Linked DNA regions of Mus musculus: region 2 is linked to region 1. Evidence: chromatin contacts called from public HiChIP or PLAC-seq data. All regions are on one chromosome and are shown on one strand. The core of a region is the stretch at or near the end of the contact, and the rest is flanking DNA. Distances in the headings are between cores, read along the strand shown.

The links. HiChIP or PLAC-seq counts read pairs in DNA pulled down with a chosen protein or histone mark.
Region 2: an H3K27ac HiChIP or PLAC-seq map of large pre-B cells shows a contact between it and region 1, with 5 times the contacts expected there. The contact joins the promoter of Rhou here to the promoter of Slc7a5 in region 1. A contact is called at or near these places in 1 of 39 promoter capture datasets (liver) and 1 of 115 datasets of contacts at active chromatin or transcription factors (large pre-B cells).

The regions. Positions count from the first base shown.
Region 1 is chr8:121,905,194-121,909,447 of GRCm38.p6, reverse strand. Slc7a5 (solute carrier family 7 (cationic amino acid transporter, y+ system), member 5) reads left to right here and starts at 1,762. Exons shown (of 10, transcript NM_011404.3): 1 at 1,762-2,382. The coding sequence starts at 1,842. It overlaps BC048644 (cDNA sequence BC048644), which reads right to left and starts at 1,615. Exons shown (of 2, transcript NR_167716.1): 1 at 1,435-1,615.
Region 2 is chr8:123,652,431-123,656,511 of GRCm38.p6, reverse strand. Rhou (ras homolog family member U) reads right to left here and starts at 2,583. Exons shown (of 3, transcript NM_133955.4): 1 at 2,296-2,583; 2 at 962-1,020. The coding sequence starts at 2,566. Gm35874 (a long non-coding RNA gene) reads left to right here and starts at 3,776. Exons shown (of 3, transcript XR_388157.3): 1 at 3,776-4,035.

The sequences.
Region 1 (4,254 bases), core at 513-3,012:
TAGCCACCCACAGGTGAGAGGTAAGCAGGCTGCTTGCCTGGAGGTAGGAGGCCGTGAGGCTGCGCATACTGGGCAGGCAAGTTACACAACTGCAGAACTGGCTTCCTCGTTTACTATGAAGTGTTTCTAAGAGTTGCCACGTGTCCTATTAAGTTAGACGATGTACCTTGGAATCTTAGCGATGTCTCAGTGGGTTGGTGGTATGCTTTTAGCCCTCTGAAAGGACTATGTCAAGAATGAGAAGCAAGTTTCTCAATCTTCCCAAAGCCATCAGTTTAGGCAGTCTGTACTGTGGCATGGTTAATGTTGGTGTGACCTTTTAGCTCCATGGCTTCCCACTGCTCAGGCTACAGAGATACCAGCTTGTCATTGCTTGTGAATGGCTGACATACTGGGGGTTGGGGGAGGTAGCTCCAGTGACCCTTGGAGTCTTTGGCTGAACACCTCCCCGACATGGGCTTCCAAGGGGCAGCTCTGGCATTCTTGGCTGCAGCAGTAGATCCAAAGATGGGGAGAAGTTTGAATTTCTTCATTGGTCATGCCTCAGCAGTGGGGAAGGCTTGGCAGACTGGACAGTTTAGCAGAGCATACAGGGCTCTGTATCCTTACAAGTCTGAAGGTTCTTAAATTAAGCCCCCCCCCCCACCTTCCCTTCTGCTTGTCTGTGAGTTTTCCTGGGGACTCCTTTGGACAGAAAATGGAACAGCTGGTGAAAAGGAGGGGGTCTTGGGGCTCCTGGACTTATCTTGACCAATGAAATTTTCCAAGCGTACCATCAGCTCAAATTACACAGCCCATACCACGAGGGCTTGAACCCACTTCCTTGAGCTCACCGGTGGGCGTCACGAAGATGCCAGAGCTGATAATGGTGCCCACGATGATGGCACCAGGCCTGGGATGCTGAACCTTCCAGATGTGTGACCACATTATCTCAAAAACCCTCTTACCTAAGATTTCCTAAGAATGACAACCTAAAGCCCTTTCACCCTACAGTAGATTGGGTTGGTTCCCTTCTAAAACTTGCTTCTCCAGATTGGGTGTACCACTAATCGAGCTTTTGTCAAGACCCTCCTTGGGACCAGATGGATATCTAAGTCCAGGAGTAAGCTGGCTACCATTCTGGTCTATTCTTCCGTTTCCTCCAGAGCTGACGGATCATTTCGCCCTCAGACTCGTTTCCTCTGGACCAAGTTGGACTATAGGGGTGCCTCACCCCACAACCCACCCCCACTTATCCTAGATAAGATATTTATCCTTCATCTCCCAGACGCACAGGATATGCACACTGGAGGAAGCGGAGATAAACACCCGCGAGGCAGGGCCAGGATTCCGGGCAGGTGTTGGGACTATACACTGAGCCACCCCCCTTCCGGTGCTTTCTCCCTTGACAAGTCCTCTGCGCCGCCTGGGGCGGGAGAAGAAGCACGCCCTTACCAATCGGCCCTGACATCCTGCACAGGACTTGTGAGGAGGTGTGAGTCGACTCTCCACCCGCGTACAACATTCGGATCTTGTGAAACACGCCGCGATAAACCCATCAGTAGTCACGCCGCGTTAAACACATCAGTAGTCCTCAGTTTCAGGATCTTAACGCTCCACGTGCTCTAACAGACTTGGGGGCGGGGGCCCGCGAAGGAGGCGGGGTCGCGCGGGCTGAGGGGGCGGGGGCCTTTGCGAGCTGAACCAACAGCAGCGGCGATGGGCGGAGCCTGGAGGGCGGGTAACGGTAGAGATAAAAGGCCGCGCGGGCGGGGCGGACGCAGACGCACTTCTCAGTACGCGGAGAGCGGCTCGGCCGCGCGCACGCCGGGTATCCAGGCCGAGCCGGGAACGCCGAGAGCATGGCGGTCGCGGGCGCCAAGAGGCGCGCGGTTGCGACCCCGGCGGCGGCGGCGGCGGAGGAGGAGCGGCAGGCGCGGGAGAAGATGTTGGAGGCGCGGCGCGGGGACGGCGCGGACCCCGAGGGCGAAGGCGTGACCCTGCAGCGCAATATCACGCTGCTCAACGGTGTGGCCATCATCGTGGGCACCATCATCGGCTCTGGCATCTTCGTGACGCCCACCGGCGTGCTCAAGGAAGCGGGGTCGCCCGGACTGTCGCTCGTGGTGTGGGCTGTGTGCGGCGTCTTCTCCATCGTGGGCGCACTCTGCTACGCGGAGCTGGGCACCACCATCTCCAAGTCAGGCGGCGACTACGCCTACATGCTGGAGGTCTACGGCTCGTTGCCCGCCTTCCTCAAGCTCTGGATCGAGCTGCTCATCATTCGGCCCTCCTCGCAGTACATCGTGGCGCTGGTCTTCGCCACCTACTTGCTCAAGCCGGTCTTCCCCACTTGTCCGGTGCCCGAGGAAGCTGCCAAGCTCGTGGCCTGCCTCTGCGTGCGTAAGTAGGGGTCCGGGCTGGGGTGGGGCCGGGCTGGGGCGGGGCCGGGTGGGCGCGAGCCAAGGTTCCTGCGTTTACAGCTCGGCAACACCCATCCCAGTATCCCTCCATCTGTCCATCCCTGAACCATCTCGGCAGTTCCAGGCTAAAGTCACAGGCCCCAGAACCCACGTGCGTTTCTTTAATCCATTCATAGTGTCTATGCTTTCGGGACAGCCCTCGCGAGACCTCAGTGGGTCGCGGCTCTGACCCCGCGGCAGGCATCCCGCTTCCCGACCTGAATTCTAAGTACGAGAGATCTACTCTGTCCCGGGTGAGAGCAATACACTCCCTGCCTTCAGCAAAGCACCACGTGGAGTGGCAGATATGCCAGTTTCCTGTTTCAGCTTCAGTTGCTGACTGGTTGCTAAGAGGGAAATTGCAGTTTAAAAAAAAAAATCACTTATGTTCTTAAAACCGGCCTATCAGGAATCAGTGAACTGGCTGACTCATAAGAAAACAGTAGTAATAAATTTGTGTGTGGTAGTGATGGCTGCTTGCTCGTTTAAGATGAGTAGCGGAATCGTGTAAAGCCTGCCTGTCAGTAAAGGACTAAAAGAAACTCGGCTGCAGACAGACGACAGTCTGTGTGGGTGGGCTTGAGGGGTCCCAAGATGTGCCAGGTAACAGCTGTTGAGTGTAGCCTTTATGGGACGCATAGGTCAAGACGGATTGATTTCTGCTTTCAAAAACAGTTGTGTGATTTTTCAGGACTGGGGGAAAATGATCGTTTGAAGCAAATGCCACATGATTTGGTGGTGGAGAGCAACCTGGAAATAAATCATGCTACTTTCAAAATTACAGATGAGTTCAGGCAGCTAAGACCGATGTATCTGTTTGTTTTGAGAGCTGTGTTGATAGTGCACACAGAGAGGGTGATGGGGAGGTGGGCTAGACTTGGTTGTGAGCCATGGAAGTCCGGGGCTGCTGTTAGCACTGGGGCCACTGCTCGATGCCAGTGCCTGTTTTGGCTTTGGCCCTGAGACTGTCTCCTGTTATCAGACCCAGCCGGGTGTGCCCTTCAATTCTGAGACCACCCACTCTGCTCTGTAGTGCCAGTTGGATGATGACCAGTAAGGTCTTCTGTGTGCTTGGTTCATGTGTAAACCGTCATAGCTAGAGTTGGTCTTCAAAAGCACTGGGCAGTCCAGGGAGAGCCTGGCCTCAAACGGGACACTGCATACTCAATTTTAATTGTCCAGTTCTCCTTATGGATGGTAATCTCTTTAGGGATAAGGAATGTCGTGGGTACCTTTAAGGTTTGTTGTTTGCTTGCTTGCTTGCTTGCTTGCTTGCTTGGTTTTGAGACAGGCTCATGCTATGCAGCCCTGGCTGGTCTGCAGTTCTCTGTCTCCCAAGTGCAGGCAGTAAGTGTGTGTACCATCATGCCAGGCTGGCATGGCTGTCTTTAAAGAGCCCACACTCTTGTCAAGATAGTTCTGGAAACTGCAGGTGCTAGTGACATATGGGAAGCAATGCTTGCCCACAGGAGGCTGTGAGCACTGAGGGCTGGCAAATGTCCTTTCTTTTAAAATTTGTTTTCTTTTTTTTCTTTTTTTCCATTTTTTATTAGGTATTTAGCTCATTTACATTTCCAATGCTATACCAAGAGTCCAGGTGCTCTTCCAGGTCTCTGAAGGCCTGGGCGCCGGCTCCCGGAGGATTGCACTCTGAGGAGAGTTTCAGTGTTCATGGAGTGAGTGCCCTGTTCTTTCTCGAGGGCACTTCTGGGGAACATAGTGTTCCCTGGCTTCCATGCCTTAGGAAAGACCCCGAGGAAGCACTGAGAGTCAGGTTTTAGGGCAGAGGTCTGGTTTACGTGGTTGAGTCTTC
Region 2 (4,081 bases), core at 1,334-3,833, 1.7 Mb before region 1:
CCCCCACTCATAGCAAAGGTGCCAAACAGCTTTCCCAGCAGTCCATTAAGACAGCCTTGTCTTCTGTCTCCTCAAGGTCTCAAGAATAAGCCAGTCCCGAGTCCCAAGTTTGCTGTCTTACAGTAATGAGTTAGCTAAAGGCCCTGGCTTGGATGAGATCTGGAGACACAGGAAGGCCAGCTTTTTCCTTAGCACGGACAGTCAGGGAAGCAAAGGGGTTACTTATCCCCACTGTACCCTGTCAGCTCCAGACATTGGGAGAGCAGAGTTTGCTGTCACCTGGGCACCTGAGTACTTAGGACCTCAGTGGCTAGAACAGCTTCTAGGGCAGCTTTAACCCTTCTGTGGGGCACTCAGGGGGTCCTACACCTATGCCTCCTGCCTGGCTTCCTTTTCTAGTGTTTTGCCCCCGAGACAAGAATGACCAAACAGAGTGGCCCTGCCTTTCCCTGCTCCATTTATGGTGACTCTGACCACTGCTCTAGAGCAGGGAAAGACATTTGTTAACATAAGCTACTGGTTTTTTTTTTTTTCTTTTTTTTCCTTGAACAAGCGTTTAAGTCTCAGGTTCATTAGCCTTGAATCAATGGATTATAGGACATGAGGGGCTTCCTCTGAGAAACGCTTACAAACCATTCCTGTGGTTTTTCTTTTGTAGCCTAAGCTAGGCCATGAGAGGTACCCGAAAGTCCTATGAAGATAAGGGGCAGTTCCCGCAGCGATGGCTGCCTCCCCAGCTCCTTCCCAGAACAGGCCGACCCTGTTTCACTGGCCCCGAGGTGTCCTTCTTGGCCTCCTCCCACTGCCCTCAAAGGAGATGAAGCAGGGGTGGGCCTGCTTCGGCGAGTTTCACAATGACCCAGTTACTAAGGGAATCATTTGGAAACTGCAAAGGTTGTTTGGAAACCTTTAAAAGGCTGTTTCCTTTCCCAGTGCCTGAGCTGTGTAACTTGATACCGACCTGTCCTGCAGTGTCACAGAGCTGGAGTCTCACAGGCCGCCCATCTACAGACACCACGGCTTGGGAGAAAGAAAAAAAAAAAAGAGCAAGATGATTATCAGGACATCTTTTACCCTCTCAGCAGATTGGCAGTTCCTGCTCTGGGTTCTCTTAGTGAACTAAGGACTTGGCTACGCCCAGAAACCCATGGAAGTGTACAAATGTTCCAAGGTGGGGGGCTCCCTCCACCACAGAGCATGAAGCAGCAAAGCCCTGACCTCCAGAAGGTGCCCCGGAAGGCTTGTTTTCCTTTCAAGCCTGGAAGATTAATTTTCCTGTCACCCTTGTTTCAAAGAGCCTAGAAACAACACAAGGTGGGAAACCAACTCTGCACTTTTAAATCAGTGGACAACCTCATAGATAATCCTGTTTTCTCTTGGGAAAAAAAAATCTCCCTGCTTCAGGGTTTATCATAAAACTCCAGCAGTTTTGAGAACTTGTGCAAACACAGGCGGCCTATCACCCGTGCGTGTGTGGAAATGGGCACTTCTCTCTGTCAGTTCAAAAAGAGGATTAAGAAAAGCTGGCAGAGAGAAGCCACACAGATTTTCCCCCAGGGTCCAGAGATAGGGTGAGAGCAAGGACCCCCCATCCAGTAAAGACTCGGAGGTTTCAGCTTATATTAGGCAATTTGTCTCCTTCTGATAGCATTTCTGGTTGTTTATAAATGTTTATGCTAGTGAGCGGTGGAGGGGGCACCATGCACTTCTGTTTTATCCATAGGGTCTCTGAAATTAGAGACTGGCCACGGAGACTGGAAGTCGGAGGTAAATTTTTTAGGAGGAAGATTTTTCACACTAGCTTAATGTGATTTTTTTTTTGTAACTTTTTCTTAAATTCCTGAAAGACTTTTTAAAAAATCAAGAGAAATGATTGCTTTACTTTTGTTATCTTTGTGTGATCCACGAACCCACCCACCCTTGAGAACTTGCTGTAACTAAACGCCAAGCTGGAGGGACTGGGCCAACCGTCAGAAACCGAGACAGCGCAGGCGGGGCGCAGGCCAGGCAGGCGCTGGGCTCAGAAGAAAGGAACGTTCTCGCAAGCCCCAGCCCTCCTTGGTGCGCCTGGCCGGCTCACACACGGGAGCAATCCGGGTTGCTCCAGGCGAAGATCCGCTGGAAGTGAGCCGCCCCGGAGGGCGCAGGTGGGAAGGCCACCTGAGCTGCAGCTCGCTCCGGAATCCCGGAGCCAGACCGGTCGGACACCCCGCTGCCACCTCGCCGAGCCGCTGCCCCGAGACCCGCGCCGCCCCGCGCCTCCCAGCCCGAGGCCGCGCCCCGCCCGGCGCTCACCCGAGAAGTTGTCGAAGGCCGTAGGGATGTACTCGGTGGGGTAGCCGTTAGTGGTGTAGCTGACCACCAGGCTGGTCTTGCCCACCGCGCCGTCGCCGACCAGCACGCACTTGACGCCGCGTCCCTCGGCGCCGCCCGCGCGCCCCCGACCCCCGGACACCCCGGGCCCGCGCGCCCCGCGCCCCCCGCGCTCTCGGCGAGGCGGTACCGGCGGCGCCGCCGGCGGCTCGCAGCGGGCGGGCAGCGCCGGCCGGCCTTGCTGCGGGGCCATCGCGGGGCGGCGGCCGCGAGACCAGCTGCCACCGGCGGACAAAGGCGGCGCACGGTCCGCACTCGGCTGGGCGTCTGTGCCCGCGCGGCCGCGATGTGGCCGAGCCTGCTCCGCCAGGCTTCCCTGCGACACCGGCGGGCGGGGAAAGAGGCGGGTCCGGCGGCTCCTTCTTCTATCCGAGACCACAGCGCCCCCGTCTGCGCGCCGCGCTGGTGAACTACGCCGGCGCCTCGAAACGGTGCGGCTGGACTAGCTGGCTCCACCACGCCAACCCACGCGGACCCCGAGCTACCCCTGGCCCCTGCTGTGGGCTTCTCATCCCCCCACCCCCCTTTCCCGGCTCCTTCCCAAGCTTCCTTTCCTCCTCTTGCTCTCCAGTTCCTCCTGCCCTGCCCCCTCCTCCCCATCCTTCTGTTCCCCCTTCCCTCCCGGCTCTTTCTCTTCCCTCTCCTCCTTCTCCCTCCTTAGGTCGCCCCCTATTCTCTTTCTACTCCACAACCTCCTTTCCGCGGTCTCCCTCTCACCATGATCACCCTGCTTCTTCCACTCTTCCTGTTCCTCCAGCTGCCCTTGCTCCTCCACACAAGTGTCTTGGTTTGGAGGGGGAGAGTGCTGTGGGGCCTGCCTGCTTTTGCAGTCCCTCAGGAGAGATTATTGTCTTGATAGCCAGTCCTGATGAGTAGGACTTAAGTTTGATTGCAGACAAATGTATGATTTTTCTGTTAAAAATCATTGATTCTCATTTGGATGCAGGATACCACCCTTTGTTAGCGCTCCCTCTCTTTGGCATGCTGTGACCTTGTGTGTATTCATGGTCCAGCAAATTTCCTTACAGTCTTTAGTTAAGTGCAATTTTGGCTGCCGTAGTATTATCTGAAAAGCTAATTGTCTGTTCATTTTGTGCTGCCCTTTCTCTGCCTGGTCACTAATGCTTCTGATTTGCTTCTGGTGTAAGAAGAGCTGTGTGCTGTTAATATTAATATTATTTTGCTGGTGGTAAAGACAAGAGCTAGGGGCCGAGAGAAAGGGAGAGTGGTTAAGAGCACCGGCTGCTCTTCCAGAGGTCCTGAGTTCAATTCCCAGCAACCACATGGTGACTCACGACCATCTGTAATGGGATCTGGTGCCCTCTTGTGGTGTGTCTTAAGACAGCCAGTGTATTCATATAAATAAAATAAATAAATCTTAAAAAAAAAAAGACAAGAGCTAGTTAAATACTGAGCCTTTGTTATGTCCCAGATGTTGTTGTAACCATTCTGTCAAAACGAATTCCTTTAATATTAGCATTACTTATACCCATTTTACAGCCAGGACAACCTGAAGTACAGAGATGCTAAGTGACAGGTTTGAGTTCCATAAAGGAAATGACAGCGTCCTACCTGGGATCCTATATGCAACCATGCAGTGTGGCAAGTGAGACTTGCAAAGATGATGTGGCCGCAGAGATACAGAAGTGGGCCTGTCAAGAGGTAATTTCTTCAATCCCGAATGGGTGGCAGACTCACCCGTCATTCA